Regions from separate parts of the Urocitellus parryii genome. Here regions 1 and 2 are each linked to region 3. The links are chromatin contacts, called in public Hi-C maps. All regions are on one chromosome and are shown on one strand. The core of a region is the stretch at or near the end of the contact, and the rest is flanking DNA. Distances in the headings are between cores, read along the strand shown.

Evidence for each region. Hi-C and Micro-C count contacts between places; a contact is called where the count stands out from the background.
Region 1: a contact with region 3 is called in a Hi-C map of muscle, with 3 times the contacts expected there. The contact joins the promoter of Orc3 here to the promoter of Znf292 in region 3. A contact is called at or near these places in 2 of 2 Hi-C or Micro-C datasets (liver and muscle).
Region 2: a Hi-C map of muscle shows a contact between it and region 3, with 2.4 times the contacts expected there. The contact joins the promoter of Slc35a1 here to the promoter of Znf292 in region 3. A contact is called at or near these places in 2 of 2 Hi-C or Micro-C datasets (liver and muscle).

Annotation. Positions count from the first base shown.
Region 1 is chr8:72,091,180-72,095,228 of mUroPar1.hap1, forward strand. Orc3 (origin recognition complex subunit 3) reads right to left here and starts at 1,919. Exons shown (of 20, transcript XM_026411407.2): 1 at 1,846-1,919. The coding sequence starts at 1,869. Rars2 (arginyl-tRNA synthetase 2, mitochondrial) reads left to right here and starts at 2,041. Exons shown (of 19, transcript XM_026411375.1): 1 at 2,041-2,088. The coding sequence starts at 2,053.
Region 2 is chr8:72,184,288-72,188,520 of mUroPar1.hap1, forward strand. It overlaps Slc35a1 (solute carrier family 35 member A1), which reads right to left and starts at 2,275. Exons shown (of 8, transcript XM_026411304.2): 1 at 2,212-2,275. The coding sequence starts at 2,227.
Region 3 is chr8:72,447,907-72,452,154 of mUroPar1.hap1, forward strand. It overlaps Znf292 (zinc finger protein 292), which reads right to left and starts at 2,859. Exons shown (of 9, transcript XM_026410773.2): 1 at 2,817-2,859; 2 at 2,422-2,618. The coding sequence starts at 2,589.

The DNA of each region.
Region 1 (4,049 bases), core at 669-3,168, 360 kb before region 3:
TAGTGCTAACATGTACATTAGGCAGTCAGTATTTAGAAGGAATGAATGTTTGCAAATTAATGTTCTTGGCAATTTCATAACTATATTCATTGGAATTATGTACCACTGGTCTAATGTAATAATATACTGATCCTAGTGTATCCTACCAATCCTAAAGTCACACTTTATAAATACCTTCTTAAAGATTTCATTTATATGGAAAATTTAAAAAAGAATAAAAGAAATTTACCTACAAAGTCATCTCAGGATAGTGTAAGAGATAACTGTGCAAAATATAAAGTGGCCATTTGGATTCCAGGTTCAAATTTAAAACTGTGCCGTATGTTCTTATTTTTGCAACTAGTGGAGCTATGTGAAATACACATTTTTAGGGCTGGGGATGTGGCTCAAGCGGTAGCACGCTCGCCTGGCATGCGTGCGGCCCGGGTTCGATCCTCAGCACCACATACAAAGATGTTGTGTCTGCCGAAAACTAAAAAATAAATATTAAAATTCTCTCTCTCTCTCTAAAAAAAGAAAAAAAATGTCTTGGTGTTTGGAACAAAAATAGTGCCTACTGTTATATGGCATTGTGAACTCTTTAAAAAAAAGAGAAATAAACATATTTAGAAAAATCATATGGTATAATGACAAGCTTGTCATTTCATCCTTTCCATATGGACCTACAATGCAGTAAAAGAAAGGTGCTCTTAAAGAAACAAGATAGGAAGAGTACTTAGAATGGATTCTAATATCAGGCAATGGTAGTAATATGGTTAATCACTTCGAACTGCTAGTAAAGTGATGGTGTTAGATAGGAAGGAAGAAATCTAGAAGGAGGGCAACAGCCACAAAACATCATAAGGACAGAGAAGTGAAAGTACTTAGAGGTTAAAAAACAAAATGACAGAAACTTCATATATCTGTTCTGACATGGTAGCCATGGTCACATGCAGTTATTAAGTGCTTGAAATGTGGCTAGTACAAATGAGAAACTGAATTTTTAAATTAAATATTATTTTAAATTTAAATTTAGCCACACGTGGCTAGTGAATACTTCATAGGACAATACAACTCCAGGATTTATCTTCTTGCCCACTACATTTTGACTTGCAAACCCTTACCACCTAGGTTTACCTTATGAAGGAGGTCTATATGATCCCGCCCTCACACCTACATTACTTTTCCAATCTTATTTTCCCTAATGTTCCTACTTTCTCCAATTTTGATGACACTGACTTTGCAATTTCTTTACAATACTTTATTTTTTGCTGTCTAGTCCCTGCCCTCCCTTCCCCCCACCGCCAAAGAAACATGTTCTCTTTGTTCTCCATCCTCAAAACCCATGCCTGACAAACTTCTAGTCATTTTTTTGTAGGTCTCAGCCAAAGTGTCAGTTTCTCCAAAAAGTCTTCGCCAACCCTTAACAATCTATATTAGGTTCTTCTCTCTCGTCCATCTCAGAACTTTTTTCTTTCACAAGTGATCATCAGCCTGTTAGTGTCTCTCTTAAGTGCAGGAACAAGTCTAATTTGTTTACCTCTGTATCTTAGTACCTATCGGAGTGCTTTGGCGCAACAGTAAACATGAAGGAAAAAGTAGGGGAGAACGGGGCACATTCTCTGGGCATCCGACCTCCACGAATCAGGACTTAAAAACCCACCCTGGCTGCATTGCAAGGCAGATCAGCGACCTCGTTCCCCAAAGTTGGCCTCAACTAAACCTGAGGCAAAGACGCCTGAACTGTCTGCCTCTCCCTCCCATGGAGCCAGGGAACAGAGAGGCCTGTATAACTTCCACTAAATCCCTTCTCCAAAGAGGAATGAGGCGGCGGTGAGGCCTGGGTGAGCACCCGCCCAGACGTACCTTGGACACGGAGGACGTGGCCATGGTCCTACCGCCCGGTAGGTTGCGGATACACTCAGGATTTCCCGCGCGCCCTCGCGGCAGCAGGGTAAAGGTTAAAGGCGGGCCGTTCGGCTCTTTGATTAGCTGGCGCGGCCGTCCGGGGCTGGCTTCCGGTGTGCAGAGGCGGGGCGTTCAGAAAAGGGAGGAGCGAGGCCAGAGCCAGAAATGGCGTGTGGCTTCCGCAGATCCATTGCCAGCCAGGTACGGATCCTCTAGCGGGCGGAACAGGGACTCCGCGAGGCGGGGGACCCCAAGCCCATTAGCAGCTGCAGGCGGTCACTCAGTGGGAGGGTCGGTTCCGCGAAACTCTGTTTGTTTCTGCAGCTTCATCCCTTTTCTCTCGAGGTGCAGAGGAGAGTCATGTGGAGGGTCAGGAATAAGGCAGAGATCGTTTTCTCAGGGTGAAAAGTAAACTTTGAAAGGTACTTGTTGCTTCCCTCGCTCCTTTTCTTTTTATTTTTTAAATGTATTTTTTAGTTGTTGATGAACCTTCATTTTATTTTTATATGGTGCTGAGGATTGAACCCAGTTCCTGACACATGCTAGGCAAGTGCTCTACTACTGAGCTACACCCCCAGCCGCCTCCCTCCCCCCTTTTCAATCCACCTTTTTCCATGTTTTACTTGGGTGACGCACTACCTGGATAGAATGTCTTTGGGCCATGATTAGACTCCAAAGAAATGAATGCTCCACACACTTAGTGAAGTTGATAATGGATCTGAATTGCTATCAAAAGGATCTAGCATAAAAGCTTGTTGTTTCTCTTGCAGTCCTTAGGACAATTTACCCTAGAAATATTTTGGTAAATCCCAAAAGTAAATGAGTCTGTGCCTTTTTGATTTGGAGGCATTGATGAGTAAAAACTGCAGAATCAATCTGGAATTTATTAAAAAGAAATTTTAAAATTCACTGAATATCTTTGTAATTTTGTTGCAAGGAAAGTTTCCATTGTGGCCTTGACAAATTCATTTCCTTTTTATTAATGACATATTTTGCCTGGTATATAATTTACTTTAGCTCATTTTCGCTGTTTGTAGGCATTTTGGGGAAATCCTTCTGTCTTTGTCTTCAAGCTTATAGATGTACTGCTGTGTCCCCTGCTAGCTAGCTCCTCTAATACCACCTTTTAATAAGTCAAAGCTGAGTTTATTGCTTGCTGGGGTAAGGCAAAACACCACCTCATCAGACTTCTCCTAGTGCCTAAATTGGGAAAGCAAGATCAGATTTATTGAGAATCTTATGTATGGGATAAGGCTGATCTTTCAGCAGCAGAGTATGGGAGGGGATTGGGTCTGAAGGCTCAATTAGAACTGGATACTGATCTTGATAAAACAGTTTGTCATTGGTGGAAAGGGCAGGGCAAAGGTTCTTACAACATAAAGATGCTTTCTATTAAAGAACTGAGATTTTCCATAAAGCTCCTGTGAAAATCAAGTTATTTAGGCAGCAGTCTCCAGAACTGTTACATTATGCTGATGAAGATAAAAAAAATAGTCATGTTAATGTAGAGAGTAAACTGTCTCTGAGGTAGGTAGTTTGGGTCCTCAGTATTCAGCAGATGCTTTGTATTCTCAACCCACAGGTCAAAATAGTGCTATGATCAGAAACATAATTGTTTTTAGTTTTGCAAAGGTTGTATTCTTCCTCATAAAGAAGGTAAGATGGAGGAACAGGAACAAATAGTTATTAAGCTACTTTGACTTTTTTAAGCCCATGGTAACCCTTTGGTGTAGTTTACATAATAATATTATGCAATTGAACACATGGAGATCTGGAGATATTAAGTAACCTACCCAAGGCCACATGGATAGTAAATTAAAGTGATTTTATGAATTGAAATCTAATTTAAAAACCATTTTTTTTCTATAAATTGCTATTTAGTTTGTGAAATCAAGAAGCACAATCTAGTCACTAAAAAGAATTTGTGCAGACTGGGGTTGTAGCTCAGTGGTAGAGCACTTGCCTACCATGTGTAAAGCACTGGGTTCAAGTCTCAGCACCATATATAACTAATAAAATAAAAGTCCATTGACAATGAAAAAAATATTTTAAAAAAGAATTTATGGATATATATGGCAACATAAATTAACCAAATATGTATTTATCTGATTATGGAGTGTTTGAGGGATTGAGTAAAAGTTGAGGATAAATAAAAATGTGTG
Region 2 (4,233 bases), core at 1,025-3,524, 260 kb before region 3:
AACGTTGAATTAATCAGTACAGGAGAAAGCACTTCTCTAGATTGGGGAGAGCAAACAACACTGTTGCTCATTTTTATTTGGCCTGTGAGCTCAGAATAGTTTTACATTCTTAAAAAATAGTTGAAAAAAATTTTTAAAACACTTTATAACATAAAAATTATATGACTCAAATTTCAGCATCCATTCATGAAGTTTTATTGGAACACAGCCACACTTACTCCTTACAATTAGTTTTGGCTACATTTTGTCCTACAATTTCAGGGTTGAGTAGTTACACAAAGATCATCAGCCCTTAACAGAAAGTTTGCCCACCTGTGTCCTAGATTATCAATACTTTCACAAAGAGAGGTTAGAACTGCCAAATTCAAATCTACTTTATTTTAGCTTTTATATAGTGTCCTGATTCTGAAAATAATAAGAGTGAATGTTTAAACACTAAACCTAATATCTGTAGCCTAGAAACATATTCTGACCTAGAACATTATTTTGTCATCAACTTCAAAAAAAATAACTATTTGCATAGTGGTTATATAAGTAGGAAAGTAATCGTAAGTTTAGATACTTGTAAAACATGTAGAATTTGGGTATATAGTGCCATTTTAGAAACATTTCAACTTTTTAAAACTAAGATTTTAAGTATGATTGCCTCTGACATTCCATTCACAAATTGTCCGGAATGAAATTTCAGTTATAAGGAATGTTAACCTTTTTGGGATTCACTTTAAACTTTCCTATGAATTCAATCATGCCCAAGGCCAGTAACTACAAACCACATTCACAACTCAACTGGCAGCCACATTTTAATCCTACTTTGTGCCCTGCTTCTCACAAAGCTCCCATTAGCTCCTACACAAAATTTTTTTCTGTGTTAGAAATGTCCCAGAAAGAAATTTACACTCTGGAATTAGATGGTTTTTTTTCCCATCATGTTTTAGGGGTGACATTATTTGTAATACCTGATCTCAGATAAATCCTTTGTGAATATCAGGAAGCTATGAAAACTAATTTTTGTTAGGATTATACATTTCCACAGGTATATCAGACTCAGGAACATGTACAGGCAATAAGCCTGAATCTGTCAATTGTTATTATTTCGGGTAATGATTTGACTTCTGTAATTTTTAAGTGTTAATCTATCATTAATCTTGCTATCCCCATTCCATACTTGTTATCAAAACAGTTCTTTTTTCCTTTATGTCCTGTATTGCTACACAAAAGACTCAAGGGGGAGGGGGGGGGAAACACTCAAGATTTATTTGAAATGGAATAATACATAGAGAAGCATATGCAACTACAGACAACGCCCCTGGGCAGGGCCTGATGATAAATGTAGACTTCCCAACAAGGTAAATAACTTGGCACTCTTGCAAAAAGGTATTCTTTAAATATTTGCTCGTTTATTTTGTGGTGAAGCTCAATGCTCCATGAAGAAAGGGTGGAGAAGGTACAAAGGTGTCATTCAGCCTCTCCTAGCTACTAATCTATAGTACAAAAATTCAGCTCTCGTCCCAACTTATATAAACCTCTAGCAAAACCCAAGTGCTGCGAGTTAATTAGACTCACCTTCTTTAAATGGCAATTAGTGACCAAATATTATTGCTCTAATGTGCCATCCCTTGGGGGAGGGAGGTGGACCTCATTTTTCACCCAAAATACCAGTGTTCCTTCTAACTAAGTACAACATTTTCCTTGGGAAGAACTCTTAATGACAGCTTTTTCTATTTCGATATGGATAAAGTGCTGTTTTAATGTCTCCATAATGTTTAGGTCTCTGAACGTCCGTCCGTCCGTAGGGAAGAAGGCACAGGCGAGACCTCAGGGGGTGGCGCCGACCAGGACAGGGAACTGTCCAGTCTCATGATGGGTGAAGCAGATCCAGCCCGGGCCCGTCGCCTCGGCCCTTCTCCGGGTCTTCTGCAGCCCTGGCCAGACAGAATCCTATTCCCACCCACTACCAGCTCCTGGAGATTGGCGCAGTCTAGCCCGCAGAGCCCATCGCACAGAGGGTAGCCGCAGCGGGAATCTGGCAGTACTGACCGCCAGCGAGCGAGTCAACACCAACTCCTGACACCCGACGCCTACGCCCCGCAAGGGCCCACCGACGCGGAGGGTACCGCCGCCCGACAGGTGCGGAGCAGCACTGGCAGTATCCTGCCGCCCAATGTTGCCCGCACTACCACACCACCACCACTCCCTGCAGCCCGGCCTCACCTCTGGGAGCAGCCATGGCGCTCCGACAGCCCGGCGCGGAACTGACGCGCACCCCCTCCGCGCACTCAGCGCAAGACGCGAGGGACCGCCCCCACGACCATAGAGACGGCACCGCTCGGCCTAGAGCGCCCCGCCGCCGCCAGCCAGCCGGCTTCCCTCCCTGCAGAGCACCGAGATCAGGCTCAAGGATCCGCGCTGCTCCTGAAAAGGATGGAGGCTTCTACGGTTGAGTACTTCGTGACAAGTGTTGAAACTCTGTCCAACACGCAGTTCTCTAAACCTCAACTCCCAGTGGGCTAAGGAAGCGAAGTCAAGGGAACTGAGCATTGCCTTCTGGGAATTGGAGTCCTCACATAGATGGCAAATAAAAATTTGGAGTTGCCTTGGTGATTCTTTTCTGTCAGAGCTATTAGAGAAGCTAGCAGACTTCCTAAAGCACAGAAGCTACTTTCAACAACTTTTATAAATTCGACTTCTCTCGTTGCTTTCCATTGTTACCTCCTGCGTAAATCTAGTACAATTGGTATTACATATACCTCAAAAGTCCTGAGTTTGAGTCCTTATCGTCAACATTTGCCACTGATTGTATCTAACCAGACATTCTCTCTGATCCTGGGAAAACAGACCTCAAAAACATTAAGCAGGCATTTCAACCACTATAATCTCTGCTTTCACTAGAGGGTGTTAATTAGTGTGAGCTAATTCTTACATATTTTTATTGCTACAAAAGACATTCTACTTCATGGATATGAAACTTGACTAGGTTTTGTTAAACTCCTATCCTAACAAAATCATCCCAAACTTGTCAAACTTCAGACAAGGTCAAGTTCATTGACCCATTCTGATGAGGAAAATAGAACACCAGAGGAACCATAAGATATCTCAGGAAATGAAGGAAATAAGATTTATAGAATTGGGGGGAAGGATGGACTTAAGTGAAATTTAAGAGTATATGACAATCAAAGCTAGGCTGTGTGTAAAGAGGTCAACATCATACCTGGACTATAATGTCAGGGTCCTGTTTCTTGGAAATTACAAAGTTACTATATATGTAGAATGTTGTAATCAGGTGCCCCTTCCATGAAGCAAGCCTTTACCAGTTAAGTTGGACATTGAGACTGCTACTCTGTGTCAAAGTAACTTAGATCCTCCAAGCAAGAGTAGAATGTTTCATTCTTACAGATATAATTTCAAGCAACATGTTTCCTTATATTGTACAATTTTAAAGAACAAATTTTTCAGTGATAAAGAAAATAAACAAAGACGATTGTTACACTTTATAGCTTCACCATATTCTTGGCAGAAATATTGTCTCCTGTTAACCTTTCAGCTGACTTTATTTGTGTTTGTTATACTAGCCCAATTAGTAAACAAGCAGATATTTACAATCTTAAGTCTGGGCTATTTTTTTACTTTCTCATTAAATTATTATTCTAAGTCTCATGAAAAACATTGGTTTCATGTCTCTCTTATATATGCCTAGTTTTCTTTACAACCCTGGTTAGAGCAAGAAACAGCAGTCTTCAAGATATGAGGCACAAGTTTACATTTGTCCGATATGCCAAGCTTAACAGTACTTCAAGCATCTGTTGCTATTGCCACTTGAGACACTAATGATATTCCTGATTGTCACTAGCAAACTACAGTATCTTCTATGTCTGCTCTTAATGAATTGTATAAAAGGAAGCTCAATAGTACATCCATTGGTAATAAAAGAATGAACGTAAACAAAGAGCAATAAGTAACACCTTAAGGCTTAAGGTAACTAATGCTAAATTCAAATAGAGTAGATATTTAATAGGTTATTAAGTATGATAATGTTTGAAGTGTAGTAAGCAGTTAATCATAAACAATACACAGACAAATATAGATACCTAAATATAATTGTTTCCATAAGTTTAAGCATGTTACTCTTGTTCTGCTATTAAGAAAATCACCCAAAAACTAATTTGCTAGATTATTGTTATTTAAAACAATTCTTTCTGTGGCTTAATATTATTAGAAACAAGTCAAAAGAAATGT
Region 3 (4,248 bases), core at 1,609-4,108:
GAAGTCACGTTCACACTGGTTTTTAAAATCTCATTCACTAAAAAAAATTTTAAGGCAATGATTTTATATTGTCACAAACCTTCAAAAAGTGCAGTCTGCATGAGATCCCCTTTTCCCTAAATTATTAATCCTGTTTATAAATACTTTTGGTCAAGAGTATAGTAACTAGCTTTAATATCATCAGTGGACAGTATCAGGAGGAAACACTTTTAAGCAAAGCTTGACAAGTATTAGGAACACATACACTTTTCACTTGTTAAAAAGGTGGTGGGGGGGGGGGCGCCTGGGGTTGTGGCTCAGCAGTACAGCACTCATTACTAGCATGCTTGGGGCCCTGGGGGTTCAATCCATCCTCTGCATCCCATAAAATTAAATGAATAGGATAAGGTATTGTGTCCAACTAAAAAAAAATAAATAAATATAAAAAAAGGTGACCCTACTTACAAAACACTTTCTACTGTAGCTATCTTACTGAGTTTTTTAAAAAATATTTAAAATAAATCTTCATATCTAAAGACCAAATAAGATTAAGTGGAGGGAAGCTGGGGTTGTGGTTCAGTGGTAGAATGCTTGCCCAGCATGTGTGAGGGACTGGGTTTGATTCTCTGCACTGCATATAAATAAATAAAGGTCCATTGACAACAAAAAAATCTTAAAAAGAAGAAGAAGAAGAAGATGATGATGATGATTAAGTGGGTACTTCCAAGACAGAGAAACTGGCAATTTGAAATGATTCTTTAAAACTAAGCTTCAAAGGAATCCCGGCAACTCAGGAGGCTGAGGCAGGAGAATATTTCAAGGCCAGCCTCAGCAAGTTAGGAGAAATAAAAAATAGAAAAAGGACTGGGGATGTTGTTCAGTGCTAAAGCACTCCAAGGTTCAATTCCCAGTCCCCCGACTCACCCCCGCCAAAAAAAGGGAGGATTCAAAGGAATGACAGAATATCTACTCAAGACCTGTTACCTTAAGTGGGGAACTTTCTGATTGCTTATACTTCTAAACAAGCCACCACCTGATCTCACAAAGTTCCTTTTTGAAAAACAAATGGCCATCAAATCATTCATGACAATAAAATGCATACTGCAATTGAGATTCTTTTGTAAGGATCAAATATCCCTGATCTTGTTTTTCTGAAAGAAGATTTCAGAATTTGGAGGCTTAAAAATAAGCAAAAATGTAATCTACTCTGAAATGCTAAAATGGTCTACCATTGTTCGAACTTAAGCTCAATATTTCCAAGACAAACTCTCCGTAAGAACATATTCTCAAGTTAACTAAATGTAGCCTGTAAAAACTGTCTTTTCCCTCCTCGACTATACAACTGAACCAAAATCTTCACCATAGTCAGAAGCAGCACCTTGGAATTTCAAATGTAACACGAGGGCTGGTGATAAGCACAAATGTAGACTCAAACTCTCCATATTCTGTCATGAGCAAACAGTATCGCTAACATTCCAAATACTGGTTAGAACGAATTCACTGTTAAGCAGTGTCCTTGGGCAAGAAAATGGAAAGATTTGAAACTAACCAAAGCAAAGATCCACATGAACCTCAGTCTTCTGCCCCTTCACCAAGAGGCCAATAGGAAAGATTCAAAGAAATGCGAGATGGGTTGGGGTGCAGAGGGGAGAGTATCGTACTCCTCGAAAGGAGAAAGCAAAAGAGAGGCTCTGGAACAGCTGCCCCAAAGGGACTAGCGACTCCGGGAAAGGTGTGCAGAGACAACTCTTCCCCACCCAGGAGATCAACCTTTATCTTGGAAGCAGTGCACCAAGCAAGCAGACTGGAACGGACAACGTCTGCCGCCACCACCCCCTTTCCAAACGCCTCGCGCAACTACAAGGGGTCGGCAGGGACTGCCCCCACGGAACATCAACAAAGACCCCTTCAGTCGCTGGGCGAAACTCGAACAACAAAGGCCCGCGACAGCCAGGACGCGGCCCGGGCCGGGGCCGGGGGCGGGACGCATAAAAGCAGGCGAAAGCAAAGGACTCAAACCAGGGGGGGCGGAGGCCCGTCGGAGTGGGAAGCAGAGGCGCAGAGCACCGTAATCCCCAGTGCACAATGAGAAGAGGAAGAGGAGCTGGCCTCCATTCCCCTCTTACACTCTCCCAAGCCTCGCACTCTACATCTCAGCTGTGGGGACCGCGCAGTCCCGAGTTCGGGGAGGGGAAGAGGAGGGGGAATTTTCCGCCCAGACCACAACTCCCTTCCCCCAGCCGAGAGGTGCAGACAACAACAACCGCCACAGCGGCAGTCACACAAAGGCGCTTTCCTCGTACTCCCCGCTCTCGCCCTGGCGGCAGCGCCGCAGACGATGCCAAGGCAGCGACCACCACCACTCGGCCGCCTGGCGCTGCTTGCTCGCCCTCTTCTCCCTCTAGCTGGGTAAAGGGGGAGGGGACCCCCGGGCGTCCTCACCTGGCACAGCTGCTGACAGTACTCTGTGGCCGCTTCTACGGCCGGTACCCGGCTCTCCCGCAGCTGTCGCTCCAGCTCCTGGAGCCGCTCGCCCAGGCGCTGCAGTTCCGCGACGCAGCCGCCTCCACCGCAACTCAACCTCTCCTGCTCGGCCTCTTCGTCCGCCATCTTCACACCCCGCTCCGTCGCGTACGCACCTGGGTCACGTGATAACACAATGCCACGTTCGGCGGGGTCACGTGCCGGGCGCGCTCGCACGCCGCCGAGCACGTACAAAGGGCCCGGTGGGGAGCATGGGGGCGGGGAGAGTGGCGCGAGAAAGCCGGAGGGAGGTGAAGGCTAGGGGACAGGAGAAGGGCGGGGTTGAGGCGGTGCGAAAACCGCGTTTTACTTACCCCAAGCGGGAAGTGGGCTGCAGCGGCCGAAAAGGGGCGGGCCGGTGAGGCCTGTTGTTGGTCACGTGGGCCCCGCGAAGGGGAAAAAGCCTGGGGAGGGGCTTCCTCTCCAGTGTCCGGGTCCCGGCGTGGCTTTTCCGAGTCCCTGAAGTCGGCTGTGGCCTACTAGTCCTCCAAGAGGACGGCGGGAGGAGAGTTCTGGGTACCCTGGGGCGATAGCTGCATTTGCGGTTGGCCTGTAAGCAGGCCAGATGCAAGGGGAGCGGGAGAACGTAAAGCCCACCCATGAACCACCAGCGTGAGTCAAAGCCGGACTCGGAACTGTCAAAATTGACTTCTCAACAGGCTGGGAGGAGGGAGGAGGGGAGGAGAGACCCAATGCCTGAGTAACAGTTCTGGTCCAACTGGCCTCTCTTCATCCCCAAGAACACCTCTCCCCTGGAAAAATATTCTCTATGGCTGTGGCGGCAACAAAGAAAAATAACAGATCAGAGCAGATTGAGGTTTAATCCTCATACTGGAGAACGGAGCAAACTCACGAAGAGCATAGTTTTGAAAGAATTCAAACAAGACTAAAATTATGAACGTTGTAACCAGATGATTTTTAAACCACAGAAACATTTTAAAACTAAGTAACCAACTAATCTCTTTCTCGGTGATTTAAGACTCCTCACTACAAAAATCACCAACACTGAAAGCAGGCTATATATGAAAGCTCTTGAAAAGAAAGTAGGTCAAGGAAAAAAAAAAAAGCAGCAACAAGGACTCCATTAAAATCATAATGGAGGAGAGAAAATTGATGCTAAAATAAAAGAACGAGGTTGTCAAAAATTATTATAAATAGCAGCATTTCTTCCCTTGTGCTACAAATAGTGATGGCATTCTGAACCATATTCAAACTTGAAGGTATGAAATTCTTGACATTAAAGGAATAGAAGATGGACTGGAGTTATAGCTCAATGGTAATGCTTGCCTAGTGTGTATGAGCTCCTGTTTTCAGTCCCCAGCACCCCCATCAATCAAGTGTTTAACCCTAACGTTCATAACAAAACTACTGTTTTGTTAATATCAGCATTAAACAAGAGGCCATTCTTACAGCTGAATACAGAAATTCAGAAATTATATTGATGGAGTACCTAGTCTTTTCACTCTTATGTTCTGATTTTTTTTAGTACCAGCATCTGAAATACAAATACCTATTGAGTGCAGTGTCCTTTTCAAGAGGTTTTTTTGGTATTCTACATAGTGTGTTGTCCAGGATGAGTGTTTTATAATGTGTCTGTGATGGTCATGTTTTAAAAGTGGCATTATATAAGGAGAGCAGGCACAACTAAGCCTTATGAAAAACATTATCAGTATTACTTATTAAGATAGAATCTTCAGGGGCTGGGGCTGGGGCTCAGCGATATAGCACTTGCCTAGCACATGCTAG